Linked DNA regions of Columba livia: region 1 is linked to region 2. The links are chromatin contacts, called in public Hi-C maps. All regions are on one chromosome and are shown on one strand. Each heading gives the region's core, a stretch centred on a gene start, on an enhancer-like site or on the middle of the called end of the contact. The rest is flanking DNA. Distances are from core to core; before and after follow the strand shown. Region 1 overlaps LOC135575589 (a long non-coding RNA gene). Region 2 holds the start of PFDN4 (prefoldin subunit 4).

The links. A called contact is a pair of places that touch in the nucleus more often than the background predicts.
Region 1: a Hi-C map of liver shows a contact between it and region 2, with 1.8 times the contacts expected there. The contact joins the enhancer-like site here to the promoter of PFDN4 in region 2. A contact is called at or near these places in 2 of 2 Hi-C or Micro-C datasets (crop and liver).

Annotation. Positions count from the first base shown.
Region 1 is chr16:11,745,335-11,752,272 of bColLiv1.pat.W.v2, forward strand. It overlaps LOC135575589 (a long non-coding RNA gene), which reads right to left. Exons shown (of 4, transcript XR_010466639.1): 2 at 4,988-5,064; 3 at 2,294-2,890; 4 at 1-377. Among named protein-coding and RNA genes, the nearest start is that of BCAS1, 11 kb to the right of the region's middle. Within about 2 kb of position 2,782, at least 1 of the 3 cell types and tissues checked has an H3K27ac peak away from gene starts, as active enhancers do.
Region 2 is chr16:11,708,932-11,715,512 of bColLiv1.pat.W.v2, forward strand. It overlaps PFDN4 (prefoldin subunit 4), which reads right to left and starts at 3,728. Exons shown (of 4, transcript XM_005499627.4): 1 at 3,463-3,728; 2 at 2,651-2,758; 3 at 1,877-2,020; 4 at 1,201-1,612. The coding sequence starts at 3,486. The coding sequence ends at 1,481.

The sequences.
Region 1 (6,938 bases), core at 1,532-4,031, 35 kb after region 2:
AAAGACATTAAAATCTTCATTACCACTGTTTTTCCTTTGCCATGTCAATCTTCTGAGAACTGTTATAAAAATTATCTCCAGCAATGATTTCTTCCTGAATTCCTTACATTTTACTGAAAACTTTCTGCTAGGACTGGTTCTGTGTCAAACTTCTTTGTCTTTGACTCTCTCTCTCACCCAAAGCAGAAGTATCCTAAATTCCATACCCTAAACCCTGAGTGTGGTTTTGTGTTTTCAGTTATTCTCCACACCACCCGTTCTATCTATATGTTGCACAAAGTCTTCCAAGTCCAGATTTGTAGCAGCCAACAAAAGCTTTGGGTAGTCAGTGGTGTGGAAAAGTCTAGTCAGGGTTTTCTTTTGTTTTCTTGGATAACCTGTTAGAAAACAGATAATAGAAAAAGAAAATGAGCTTATAGGAACTCACTGCAAAAGTTTGTCCCTCCTTCTTACCAGCAATGAACTGTATGATCTGAGAATGGATGACTGAGTTTGCTGGGATTACCACGCTTGCTTATGAGTAAGAGCACTGCCCTTGCTTTCAGCAATCATTGATCTAAAGGAAAACAGTTTGCTTCTCATCCTTTATCTTTTATTAAACACTATTAAGGGTGGAAAAAAGACCATTGGAATTTGAAACTTCAGAACCCACCCCATCCTAGTTCCTTGGAAGTGTTACAACCCATTTTACCAGCTGGGTAGCCCATAAGAACTGTAAAATTAACTACCTGCTGCAGAAAGTACACAAAGAATTTTTATTTTTTATTTAATCAAGATGTGGCTTTTCTAAGCAAACAATGTTTTCAGCAGACTTCTCATTTATAACCAGTCTCTATCCTTTGGTATGCAACTCAGCCTGCAACTTGCAGGCAGTATCTAAACCATCAAGACAATTAAAAGAGTACTCAGCCCGGTCTTGGAAACACCTTTTCTTGCGGGCAGTTTGGGAATGCACAGGGAGCAGGTTGCAAACAGGCTGGATTGTAGGGTCAGCAGCCACAGCCCAGTCCTGGCTGCTGCCACCTCAAGACTTTTCCCAGTGCGTCCTAAAGAATTTGCTGAGTGAATTAACTGCACAACCATGGTGAATCCAGTGCTTCCAGGAAAGCATCAAGTTTTTGGGAAAACACAAAATATAGTCATGTCATGTATGCACAGCAAACCTGCCCCATGCTGGGTCTACTATGTGCGTGCAGAACAAATATATGGCAGGAATCCCTTATGCGATAAGGGAAAGGCCAAAGAGTGCAGCCCATCCCAGCTCTGATGGGAGTACGTGACCCACTCTGCCCTGATGGAAAATATGGGCGCTACTGCTTGAGGTGAAAAACACCCCTGTATTTTTCCTGTGAGCTTTAACACGAGTCGTCAGCTAAGTGAAAACTCTTACATTTTTAAATTATTTTCCTTTCAGTTAGAAATTTAGAGGAGAATATATATAATAGAGGGGGTTTATTTTCCCTGAAAGTGGCCCCAAACTGTGTAAACTTTCAGGTTAAGTGCTCAATTAAAAGGTCAAATTATCCAAATAGAAAACTGAAGTGTCAGGCAATAATTGTCTACTGCACTCCGTTACCTGAAGAGTTCATTGCACACTGACCTCGTTTAAATATTATACAAACTAATGGTATGTGTGGTACTTCCTACCAGTTATGTATAACTGTTAAAAATCCAGATTTAGGTAAATATCAAGATCACTCTTCTGAAGTGTGTTAATATGAAATTGCAGGATCCAAAAATACAATAAAGATGATCTTGGAATTGCCAACGAAAATTTTTCTAAAAAATAAGAGGTGTCTATCTCTCACCAGCATGACAAAGGCTTACATAGTATGATATTTAAGCTATTACTGATATGTGCTGAAGATGTCCCATTTTATGAGCAACCCAGCGCTCTGTCCATACCTTTCCAATGTGGTGTCAATTATGATTCGATGTTTCAAGCTCATTCATTACTTGTGTCAAAAAACCCAGCCTCTATTTATACTGCCTCTGACAAATCAACAGGGACAGTGACATGGGTCCATTATATCTACCATAATCCCTGCTCAGTGCCATTTTGAAAATTAATTCAGTTCAATGCTTCATAACCAAGTTCTTGTTTGCAATTGTTAAAAAAAAAAAAGACTGCTAAGAAAGCTTTCAGTGTCAAGTTGCAGCATTCAATAGCCTTTGGTTATGCACAGAAAATGCACAGAAATGAAGAAAAGAATATACTTTAAGGTATCCTATTGAATAAATGCTTCTCCAGTGGAACTAGTCATTTTTGTTGGCAGGTGGTGACTACATTTACCTGGAATATCCTTTGGCTCCTTTTTGTACCATAGCTTGTCGACGCCGAAGTCACGGACTAGTCACACGATCAATATGATCAGACAGTAGTCACTTTATTAGCAGAATCATCAGACTTATATACACTATTTACTCCCTTATTATGCGATAGCTAAAATCTGATTGGTTGCATGCACTATTAATGAGCTGTTCGTGCGTCCTTAAACCGTTTCCGCTAGCTCAGTCCTCTTTGTCTGCGAGCACTAGATTCCCCCATGGCATCCTGCTTTTTCAGACTGGCTTCAGCCACGTACACTTGCCTTTCTTCCTCATTTTTCTGCTGCATAAGCTTGTATCAGCATTTCTTCAACCATGATTAACCTTGCTGCATCTTTGAGGCCTGCACTTTACAGACTAATCAAGTTCATATCTAAAGTGTCTGGATTGCTCACTACATGTCCTTGGTCTTCTAAAAACCCCAGGAAAATCAGGAGCAGGGTGAAAAGAGTTGTCAAAAGGTCTCATCCCAGCATGTACCCGGGATGCACACATACATCTAAGCTGGGGGCCATTCTTCTTTGAGCACAAATCTGAGTGCCAAGGTTGTTCACACCATCACCTGCAAAATGAAATAGTATTTCAATAATGTTCATATTTATCTTAATGCACATTAAAGATGGTTTCCAAAGGTTACTAAAATTGGTGGGTTCCTTTCTGTTGGGTTTGAACATGTTTAGATGAGTCTTGAAACAATTCTGTCTTTTGCACTCAGTAGCCCTGACGGTGCCACATGATACACAGATCCCCTTTCTCTTCTTACTTGTCTGTACCCTCTGGCTGAAGTCACATGCTAACTGCAAAACCATTAACCACTATGTCCTCTCTAAACCCAACCTATTATCAGCAGCAGGGAGGCTATAACCTGGTGTTTTCTGGGAGATGTGGTCTACTTCTGATAAGGGCTATCTAATCTAATCACTTCACAAAGTTGAGAAGAGATAGTAGGGACAAAAAACCTGACAAATATATATTACTTCTCTTTCTTTTAAAACTCTTGGGCACTGTAAGCACACATCATCTAAATACAACGATAAAAAGGCTTCCTGAGTCATTGATTTGGTTTGTTATGAGACCTGAATGAGTTAGCACTGACATATGAGTCACATTAAATCATTAACCCCACCTGAAAATGTCAGCATGGACTCTATGACCCCAGGAAACAAATTTAACAACAGAAAACCTTGATCCAAAAAGAAGCTAACTTTAGAATGCGACGAGTTGAGACCACACAGCCAGTCGTGGCTAGAGAGACAACCTGAGTCATGTCACGACTTACACACAGTGGGGCCATGGCTGGACAAGACAGGAAGGTAGATGCATCTTCAGAGAGTTTCTCATGCCTAAATTGGACATTTTGTTCAAAAGAAGAACAAAGGAATAAAGCTAGAATAAGAAATACTATGGCTGCCCAACAAGTTGATCGTAACAGCTGGCACATTTGTGTCCTGTCTAGTTATGCTAAAGAGAGAAATTTGATAGCCAGTTAAAGAAATGTTCAAGTTACTCTTAATTAGCCAAGTCTCCAGGAAAGGTCTTAGCTTCTCCTGGGTTTTGGTTTTATTTCATTATTTAAAAGACCATTAAAATTATAACATGCTGTGGAGTCTACCTAATTTTCTTTAAGGATATATGTGTATGTCCTTGACCTGATAATGTCTACATATTATTTTCACAGCTATGACTTATGGTTCTAATACAGATGCTAAAAAACAATCCTGACCATGAGTATGTCATAAGAACAGCTCTTTTGCAGCCAAATTCTCTGTTCAGTCACCACAGTCACCACAGTTTGTCTATTTTAATAACACAAGGGAAACAGTGTGCATTTTAGAGGCACAAAGAAAAACCAGAGTGCTTAAAAAGATGAGTCTTTTTCAGGGTAGGCAGTTAAATAGTAGAAATGTCATTTCCAATTTGAGCTGTACAAACATACTCATATGTGTACAGTTAACGGGCCAAGTTTGTCCTTGGTTGAAAGGAAAAGAGAACGGATCGAAAATTCCCTTGCAGGAGGGAGGAGGTGGCTGGAAGTACATGTGGAGAGCTACAAGGCGTGAGACTGCATGAGAGTACCCCATTTAGAGTAACAGAAATGTTCATAAACTTAAAAATGAGACTGATTCCCTCATGACACCTGCTGTCAGTGAGGAGAGGGCAAGGCAAGGAATGGCTTGTTTTCTGGCAATAGGAGTTGTAGGACACAGATGTCAGAAATATTATAGTTGTGTAAATTATGTTCTGAACGTCAGTCCCTTGCTGACACTCAGGTTTGAGGACAGATTAAGCAAACTAATTTTCAGACTACTCCATATCCATTGCCAAATGAGTAAAAACCCCATGGTAAGGTAAACTGCCAAACTCCCAGACAGTCCAAATCTCTGTTTCAAATAATCCCAGGTTTGACATTTCAGTTGGCCTTTAGCTTGGTGTCAAGGAGGGCGTATGGCTGAAAGCTGGTTTCTGCTGGGGAAATTATGCAAGTTGTACTGGCTTGGGAAAAATTTGGTGGTTTTAACAGGACTTCTCTTGAGGCGCTGGGTTCTTTCTAGTCCAGAATTCATAAACTGACTGCAAAACAATTGTGCAAAGATAAACACAGCGGACAACTACGAACCAGACCAAACAGGTTTGGAAAGGCAAACTGCTGAAGTCATACCTGCAGGATGAACTGAGAAGACCAGAAGTCCACATGCTCGGATTGTAGTCACTGTAATGTCCTTTGGGAACTTGAACCTGGATTGAAAGAAAATACCAAATAATGGACACAACTGAAGCTTGCTGAAACAACGGAACTTTTTGGTGGATACAATACTCTCATTTGGTGGAAATAATATAAAAGAAAAAGGCTTGTTGCTAGGAATGTTCTTCTTTCTTATAATTACCTAGGTGCTATCTAAATTATTGAACAATCAGACTATTGAATCATTGGAATTACTATTTCATGTGAGACTTTTGGTCAATCAATGATCCTGCTGCCTCCAGGAGTGCTCCAAGACCTTCAAACCAAGGCATGAGAAAGATGGATTTAGCTAGGTGCCAAACACATTGTTCCTTATTAGGGTTCTCTTAATCTCTAGTAAGAGATTGTTCTAAACCCTAAAACATTTAATTTAAGACTACGTCAAAAGCACACCAGCATTAGCCATTGTTACCCTGGATAATTATTTTTCATGTGTCAGCGAATCTCCTTTGGAGGTTTCTGAAATCTCAGCTTCACACGTGCTGTGGTTCAACCTTTGCCATTTGTAATAGTCACTGTGTTCACCAACATATCAGCATTTGAAAAAAAGGAGATGCCAAACCTAAAAGTGCAAGGTGTGAAGTCATGAAGGAGAAAGGAGTGGCAGGAGGCACAGCATTTACCAAACTGATAAACTCTGCAGTTTATCAGGGATATAAAGGAGACAAATGACAACACACCTATGTATATCTGATGTATTGCTTTAATGATTAAATCCAAAAAAACCCAAGTCCATAAGAAACGCTAGCTATGGTGCTGTGCAGCTGACCTTACTAGTGAGACTGATGGGGAAAGTGAAATGCAAACCAGACACAGCGTTCCAGGCACTCCCCGATGAGTCACTGTTGCAGCAGACAACATCAATGAGAAATGCTGATTGCCAATTTTCCATTCTTTCCCCAGATATTGCTTCCTTAACTTCGCCTTTCACAAATCTCTCTTTCTTATGCTGTTCAACGTACTCCTCTGATCAGATCCTCCCTGTCAGTCATCTGCCTGCATCTTGCACCAGCTTTCAGAGCAAAAGAGAAATGCCAACGTGCAGCTCAAGTGAGAGTTTTGGCCCCGAGAATCCTCATTTGTAATTCAGTGAGACCGCACTCCTTCCAGCTGCCTACATCGTTCACTTGTAACTGGCCAGGCATGTGTTTTCTCAAATCCATTTCCAAAATTAACAGTAACAGCCGCATTGCCAGACAACAGGCTCCCATTGACCGGGGGGCATTCTTTCTGTAAGTACCAACAAGTGCGAGAGTTACACATCTGTCATCTCAATGGAGATATAATAGAGAATGACCTTTTGTCTGGCTCAAACGCTCAGGTCTTGTGCTGCAGTGTGTGGGCTCAGCCAATTTGTAAATAGATGAATACAAAGTGATTCAGGTAAGGTTACACAGGCAAAAGGGTACTAAGTGTGAGCGTCTAGCCAAAATCATCCTGTGTTTAGTAAGGATTAAGACAAACTATTTTCAGCAAGTAATTCTTCCATTGGAAAATAAGGTGAGAGGGAAATTGTTCTTAGATATGGATGAAACTACCTAAATCATGTGAACAATTTTGGCAAGAAAAAAGAGTAGGTAAAAATATTCCAATAAATTCAGAAGTTTTGTTTTCACTTTGTAAATCCTTAACATCTGTTTTTAAACAAATTAGAGTGGGTTATGTAACACATACTTTCTGATCAAATAAAGTTTTCCCAATGATCTAGCTCATTTGAGGATTTCTTTTTCACTTTCTGGAGAAATATTTTCATTTTCAGTCATCTCTGAGTAATTTTTTCACTCACTGAACTGCAGTGCTCATTGTTAAGTGTTAGATGTTGACAAGTCACCTGTGAACGCATGACAGAACTATGCAGAGAGAGAAA
Region 2 (6,581 bases), core at 2,478-4,977:
TGATACAAAGATGGAACTGAACAGCTAATTCAATTACTAAGAGATCAAAAGAGATCCCTGGCCCAATGCTCCAAACAAAGCCCTTAGATTAAAATAACCCTCAGCACTTCTATGGTGCATTTCATCTTTGAAGCGCTTTACAAATGTCGCTCCCCTGACAATACAGAAAACAACAGTAAACTATTTGCATTCTGACAATGATATTAAAAGATGTATATTGTAAAGTGCAGGCAAATTATTCATGACATGTACAGAGGATCAAGTTTTCTGAACTTATGTTATCTGAACAAGATAACTGCAAGGTAAACATTAGAGAGAACAGAAATTTCCAATCTACCAAAAATAAAAAGCACTTAGAAGATGGAGTGCTAAACAGAAAGCATATCAACTGAAAAACAGTTGCATATATTCACAAGGGAGGAGAAAGGTTACTAAAAGGACAAACTACAACTCTGTCAAATACTTTCAAGCAATCGATAGATGATTTACAAACTAACCACTACAATGACAAATTAAAAACAAAGAAGAGTTTCTGCATGTTCTGTTTCACACATATAAAAACATCAAATACCAGCCTGGGACAGCAGCATGTTCTGTAAACTACAAAGATCCAGAGTCTAATCTGAAAATGTTTGTTGGCTAATTACTTGCCTGACCTTGCAAACACAACTGTCCAAACCAGACTAGGAAACCAGGCATTACATGTGAAAAAAAGGCTCTCCACACCTTGCCAGCATTTCCCCCTTTGGGTGCTTTACTGAACTAAGGTTCTCATCAGCTTTACAGCTGCCACTGGAATCACAGTTAAACCCTTCCAGCTGCCGCCTTTCGTGATGAAGCCACATCCATGCTATGGCCTATCTGGAAACCACAATCATTTTAAATACCTGCAGTCTGCACAGCTGTGAATACGCTCAGAACAGCAGAGCTGCCACAACAGTCACTTAGGAGTGAATTTTAAAGCATTACCAACCAACTAATGAGAATGTGATCATCACCAAGTTTCACATTACCAAAGCACTTGCTCTCCCAGCCCGGGCCTGGCGTTACCGTAAAACGGGTTTCCCAGCTCTTCGATGCCATCTACTGGTGCTTTTCATTAAGGGTCAAACAGCCATTACAGCGCAAATAAAAAATGCCCCACTTCGATCGTTTTTATACTTAAGTATTTTCATAAGTGGAAAACAAGACCAAGGAAACTACAATATGTGCCTGACTTTATTATTTTAATAAACAATGCAAATATTCCAATCTTGATGCTTTACCAACAGTATGAAACTAACGCTTTCCTGAACAAATAAATAACTGCAATAACCAAAATACAAAAGCTCTCATTAAATAGATGGAACCCAAGACAGGAAAGAGGGTGGGAAAAAAAAAAAAAGGTGTTTTGTTTTTTGTTTTGGTTTTTAATATAATTGAAACAACGTTATCAAAACAACAAAACAAGGGAAAGTGATATGGTATATTTAGAACACCTTTAACTGTCCTCAGCCTCAAGATTTATGTTATTTCCAAATTTTGCATAGAGCTGCACTTTCAGGTCAGACAACACCCTCTGAATTGATTCCACACGGGATTCTAAGACTTCAATTTCTTCTTGTAAACTTTTCTGAAAAAGAAAAAACATCAACTAGTTATGTAAAGCAAACTGAGTCACGTCATGAGACTTTTTACAGAGCCAAACCAAGGCTGGCATGAATAGTGTACTGACATCCCAGTTATGACTTACAGTATATGCACATCCTCATCCTCAAACCATAAATCAAACACGAACTTTAGAAAGCAAAAGCTTCAAAGGATGACAAGATCATGCCATTCCAACGCTCATCACACTGTAGCAGCCAGTAAAAGGGTTTCTTTTGCCCAGACAAACCTTTGCCTCCTCCAGCATCTCTTGTGTCTCGTCTTGGGAATGACTAATGAAGACATCTCCAATTTGGTAGGGTATCAAAAGTGAATCGCCATCATCCAGCATCATAATGTCATCACAAGCATCTTCCAAATTCTGAAGTTGTTTCTATTTATCAAGGCATAAAACAAAAAAGGTTTTTACTTTGTACTAAGTAAGTTTTTTCAATTAATAGACTGTCATGCTATCAGTTGAATAAAAAACTCAATGAGTTCATATTTTGAGAAAAATCCTACCTGCCAGCATATCAACTTCAATAGAACAGCTCCAGAGCTGTAATTCACCATAAGTATTAAATTCAATGGGGCTGTATCAGGAGAAATTTCTAGTCAATACTCATTATCTGTCATTAATAGGGTAATTAACTGTCTGGACAAGGGAAATATAGAATAATATCTGATATGCACTTACACTGGAATTCTTAAACTTAGCTTAGCATAAATATGAACAATCTCAGGCAGAAAATTTTAAGAACACTACAAACAGCCGCTATATACAGACAATGCTTCATATATGACAACTAAGGAATTCTAAGAACTGCATGCAGAAATGTACTAGTGGCCTTTACTTCTCATGACTTTTTCCACTTTAACACTCTCTGGCTACTTTCAAAGTACCAAAAAATCCATATTAGAATCAAAGCATAACTGACAGTAATCCACAGCCCCTATTTTCTGTGTTACAGTTGAAAATTAATTCAAGGCAATGAAGAATAAGTCACATATGAAGCAAATATACCTTTTTCACTTCTATTTCTTCTTTTAGCTCTGTGATCCTGCTAGTATTTCTCGCAAACTTGTTAATTTTCTGTTGATCTTCAAAAGTAACATTGACATCTTCTGCAGCCTGGAAGGAGAAGAGGCCAAAATGAAAACTTCATTCCTTATACTAACTTGAATCTCACATCAAGATTATTCCTACAAAGCTTCTGAAGTTGCCTTACAGCAACTATATTCTGCTTATACACTTGATTCCTTAAATCACCTCCTGAAGGACAGCAGCAGTGCTCACATTTAGTTAAAACACCAGCTGCCCATGGCATCCTAAAGCCAGAGGTTGTCTCCTTGACAGCGCCAACAGTTGAACCAGACACCTCTGCTCCCAGATTATAGAATCACTTTGGTTGGAGAAGACTTTCAAGATCGACTCCAACCACTAAGCCAATACTGCCACATTCACCTCTAAATCATGTCACTAAAAACCAAATTTACACGTCTTTTAAACCCCTCCAGGGATGGCGACTCCACCACTTCCCTGACCAGCCTGTTCCAGTGCCTGACAACGCTTTCCATGAAGAAATTTTTCCTGATACCCAACCTAAACCTTAATCCACTGACTAGCGAACAGGATATTTTCGGCAGGGCCTGAGCCGGAGCGGCCTAGGGAAAGAGACCCCGCGCCATGGCCGCGCCAGCACCGAGAAACGCCGGACCCCATCGGGCGAGGGGCCAGGGCAGCAGCTGAAGAGCCCACGGTGGAGAAAAAAAGCGAGCAAAAAGCAAAAAAAAAGGGGCGAAAAAAATCCCGCCGTACCCTCCTACCACACTCACCGCTTTCTTCATGGTGGCAGCCATGTCGGTAGGACTGAACTATTCATCCTCCCCGCAGAGGAGGAGCTGTGGACATGGGGAAACCAGAAAAAGCGAGGGAAAGGGCCCAGCGGCAGCGACTCTGCACAGTTCACGGTTTCTCCCGCTCTTCAGCGCCCCCCAGTCCGGCGGGTTGCCCCGAGGCTACACAGGACGCGCACAATAAATCTCAACCCATCCCCGCAGCGCTTGGTACATTCCGTTTAAAGGGGAAGAGAGCCGGCTCCGCCCCTCCGCGGCCAGCAGAGGGCTGCGGCCCGCAGCGCTGCCGCCAGGGGGCGCCGTGAGGTGGGGCCGGTGCTCTGTGGCCGAAGTCGCGGCGGACGCCCGGCGCGGTGCAGCAGCAGCGCGGGGTGAACGGGTCTCCAGGACCACGAGTTCGAGCCCTGAGAGGGGAGAAAGGGGCGGTGAAGCCTGAGGCCGGAACCAGGGACTGCTCCGAGCTGTCCCCAGCCTTCCCCAGCCTCCTTTCTGGAAGCAGAGGTGGAAAACGCCTTCAAGTTCAAATCATTGAGGAGGGACTTTTTAAGGAAAAATAAATATTTATTTTTTTTCTGAAAAGTCTGGTGGGCAGCTTCTAATCAGGCACAGGGATAGCTGACATTTACGCTGTGTAATTCCCTCCACATGCTTAAGTTTATTTAGCTTCTAACAGAAGAAAGAAAAAAAAAAACCAACACACAAAACAAACCAGTTCATCAGAACATTTCCCAACCGCTGGGAAGTGGGCTGGCATTGTGTGCTCCTGATGGTGCTGTGGGTATGGAGCCCCTGATCCAAACGCCTGGAGCCTTGGTCTGTGGGCACATGTGGATTTCACACAACACAAGGACTCAAACGGAGAGGATTTCTGGAGGCACTTGCCCCGGCCCAGGCTGCCGGCGCTGTGATCAGCTCCTGCCTGGGTCTGCCAAGACCTTCCTGAAGAATGATCAGCATCTCCAGTACCCACGAGCTTTCAAAAATTTAAATATACCTCAGCTGCAAAGATTCTGAGCGATACGTTTTTGTGCCAGCATCAGGTGGGGATGGCAACAAGCCTGCAGTGCAAGATTCAGAAAGGTGTTTGAAAATATCTTCAGGTGTTTTGCTGTGATTCACCTTTCTGCTACGCCCTCCTGTGAGCTGCAGTTCAAAGTTGTCAGAGTTAGATCCGAAGAAACTACCTGGGTACAGAGAGTTCAGGGCCCTGGATGGTGTGTTTTTACAGTGTCTGGCTTTGGCAAGGAATTTGGAAAGCTGGGTTAGAGTCTGCAGCTCACTGAGCAGTGTCTAGTGGGAATTTGGATCTCCAGAAAGAAAACCAGTCAGCATTGAGACCAATGAGCTGTTTAGGGTCAGCACACTCAGTCCCAGGCCACCAAAACTGCTGAACCTTTCTCAGAGCTGCTGAGAATCACCTCCACCAGTTTGGAGTCCAAAAATCAAAACCATTTCCTGAAGGCAAAATTTATCACCTTTCTTCCTCAAGCTGTGCTTTAAAAAGTGTAATACCCTGATTGCACACAATGGTCTTGTTCTTCTAGCACTTATTCATGGTACAGGAGGCTGATGTACTCTTCCCTGCTCAGAGATGGCATCCAAATTCACGTCTCCTACCCCCCTCCTAATGCCTGAACTATAAATAACTCTGTATGTTATCCAGCGACTGTTTTAGTGACAAATACATGAACAATCAGTGGAACAGAGTGTCAGTGTTTGCTTGTGTTAGAGCTCCTTGTTCCCGAGGGACAATTCGGTCCTGCAGCTGCAGGAGAATCCTTGCTCCTCCATAGCTCATAGAAGTCCATTCCATGGGGTATCCATGGACAACAACAGAAGAGAATACCCAACAAAAGAATGGATGTGTATTTTAAGTTTCCTATTAATTTCCTGTAACTAACCCTTATTAGGAAGAGCTGAAATACGGCATGCTCCATTCAAATCTTAACACATATACTAACACCTTTCTCTCTCAGCCTTGACTTCTCCCATCATAGCTGGAGACAGTATAGCAGTCCTACTGCCTGCAAGAATGAAAAGTTTGGGTTCATGCTTTTTTACTTACAGCGAAGGAGTTTATGCCAACAGTGTTCAGCTTCACTTCATAGTAGAGCTGGTTTGGGAGCTCTCTTTCAGTACCTGCTTTTTGCTGAATAAATGCAAGAAAGTCACAACTACTTGTGGGAAAGACTGCAGCAGGTTTCTGGCTTAAAAATTACTTGAGAGAAAAACCATTCAGATCTATAAAAACATTCTACAATGGATATTTACTGAATGAAATGTTGTGTTGTTTTCAGTTCAGAATGACTGCTCATTTCAAAAGTCCTGTTATAAAAGAGTAGAAAAAATGGAATAGATAAGAAAATATTTTGAGAGCCCCTCAGGCTGACTGTTGCATTTTATTTTGGTGCATAATTTTAACTTGTTTCTTAATGAGGGAAAAAATTAATCACAAAAGTTCTCCCTGGACAACTATGTTATTATTATGTAAAAACAGAATCCAAATTCTAAATCTCTCTTTCTCTCAGAGATCAAACTCTCATCTCTCTGGCCATTCTTCTGCTCTTTCCTAAGTCAGCTACCTTCTCTCTTCTTGAAGATCCTACTGTGAAAGGATGTAACCTAAACCATAGTTATTTCCGTAGATGGATGAACTGAATAATACATGTTATGTCTGAGCCAATGTAATTTCCTTCAAGAGAAAAGGAGTGGATTTCATAAGAATTTGATGGCTTGAAGGCTTTGAAAATAAATCTTTTTCTCCCACATGCTCAGGCAAGATTTACAGTCTGAGTATGTTGCCAAGAGTAACTTACTGTAGCCCTTTCTTATGTAAATAAAAGTGAAAACAGTGCACGAGTGCAAACATCTAGTGGTGAAGTAAGATAAACTCATTGAACTCAGTGGCCTCATTTCTCTTTCAGTTGCATAAAACGACTTGCTGTTTCTTGTACTGGTCCTCATTGTTCTTGCAAGTGTGGTTCGCTTCACCTTGCGCTTCAGTGGGATCCTGTCCGCGCTGAGTATAACCCCCACACCCTCCAGCTTACGTCTCCTTTGTGGTTCTTTTTCACGTTTTCATTTCATGTTACGTGCTG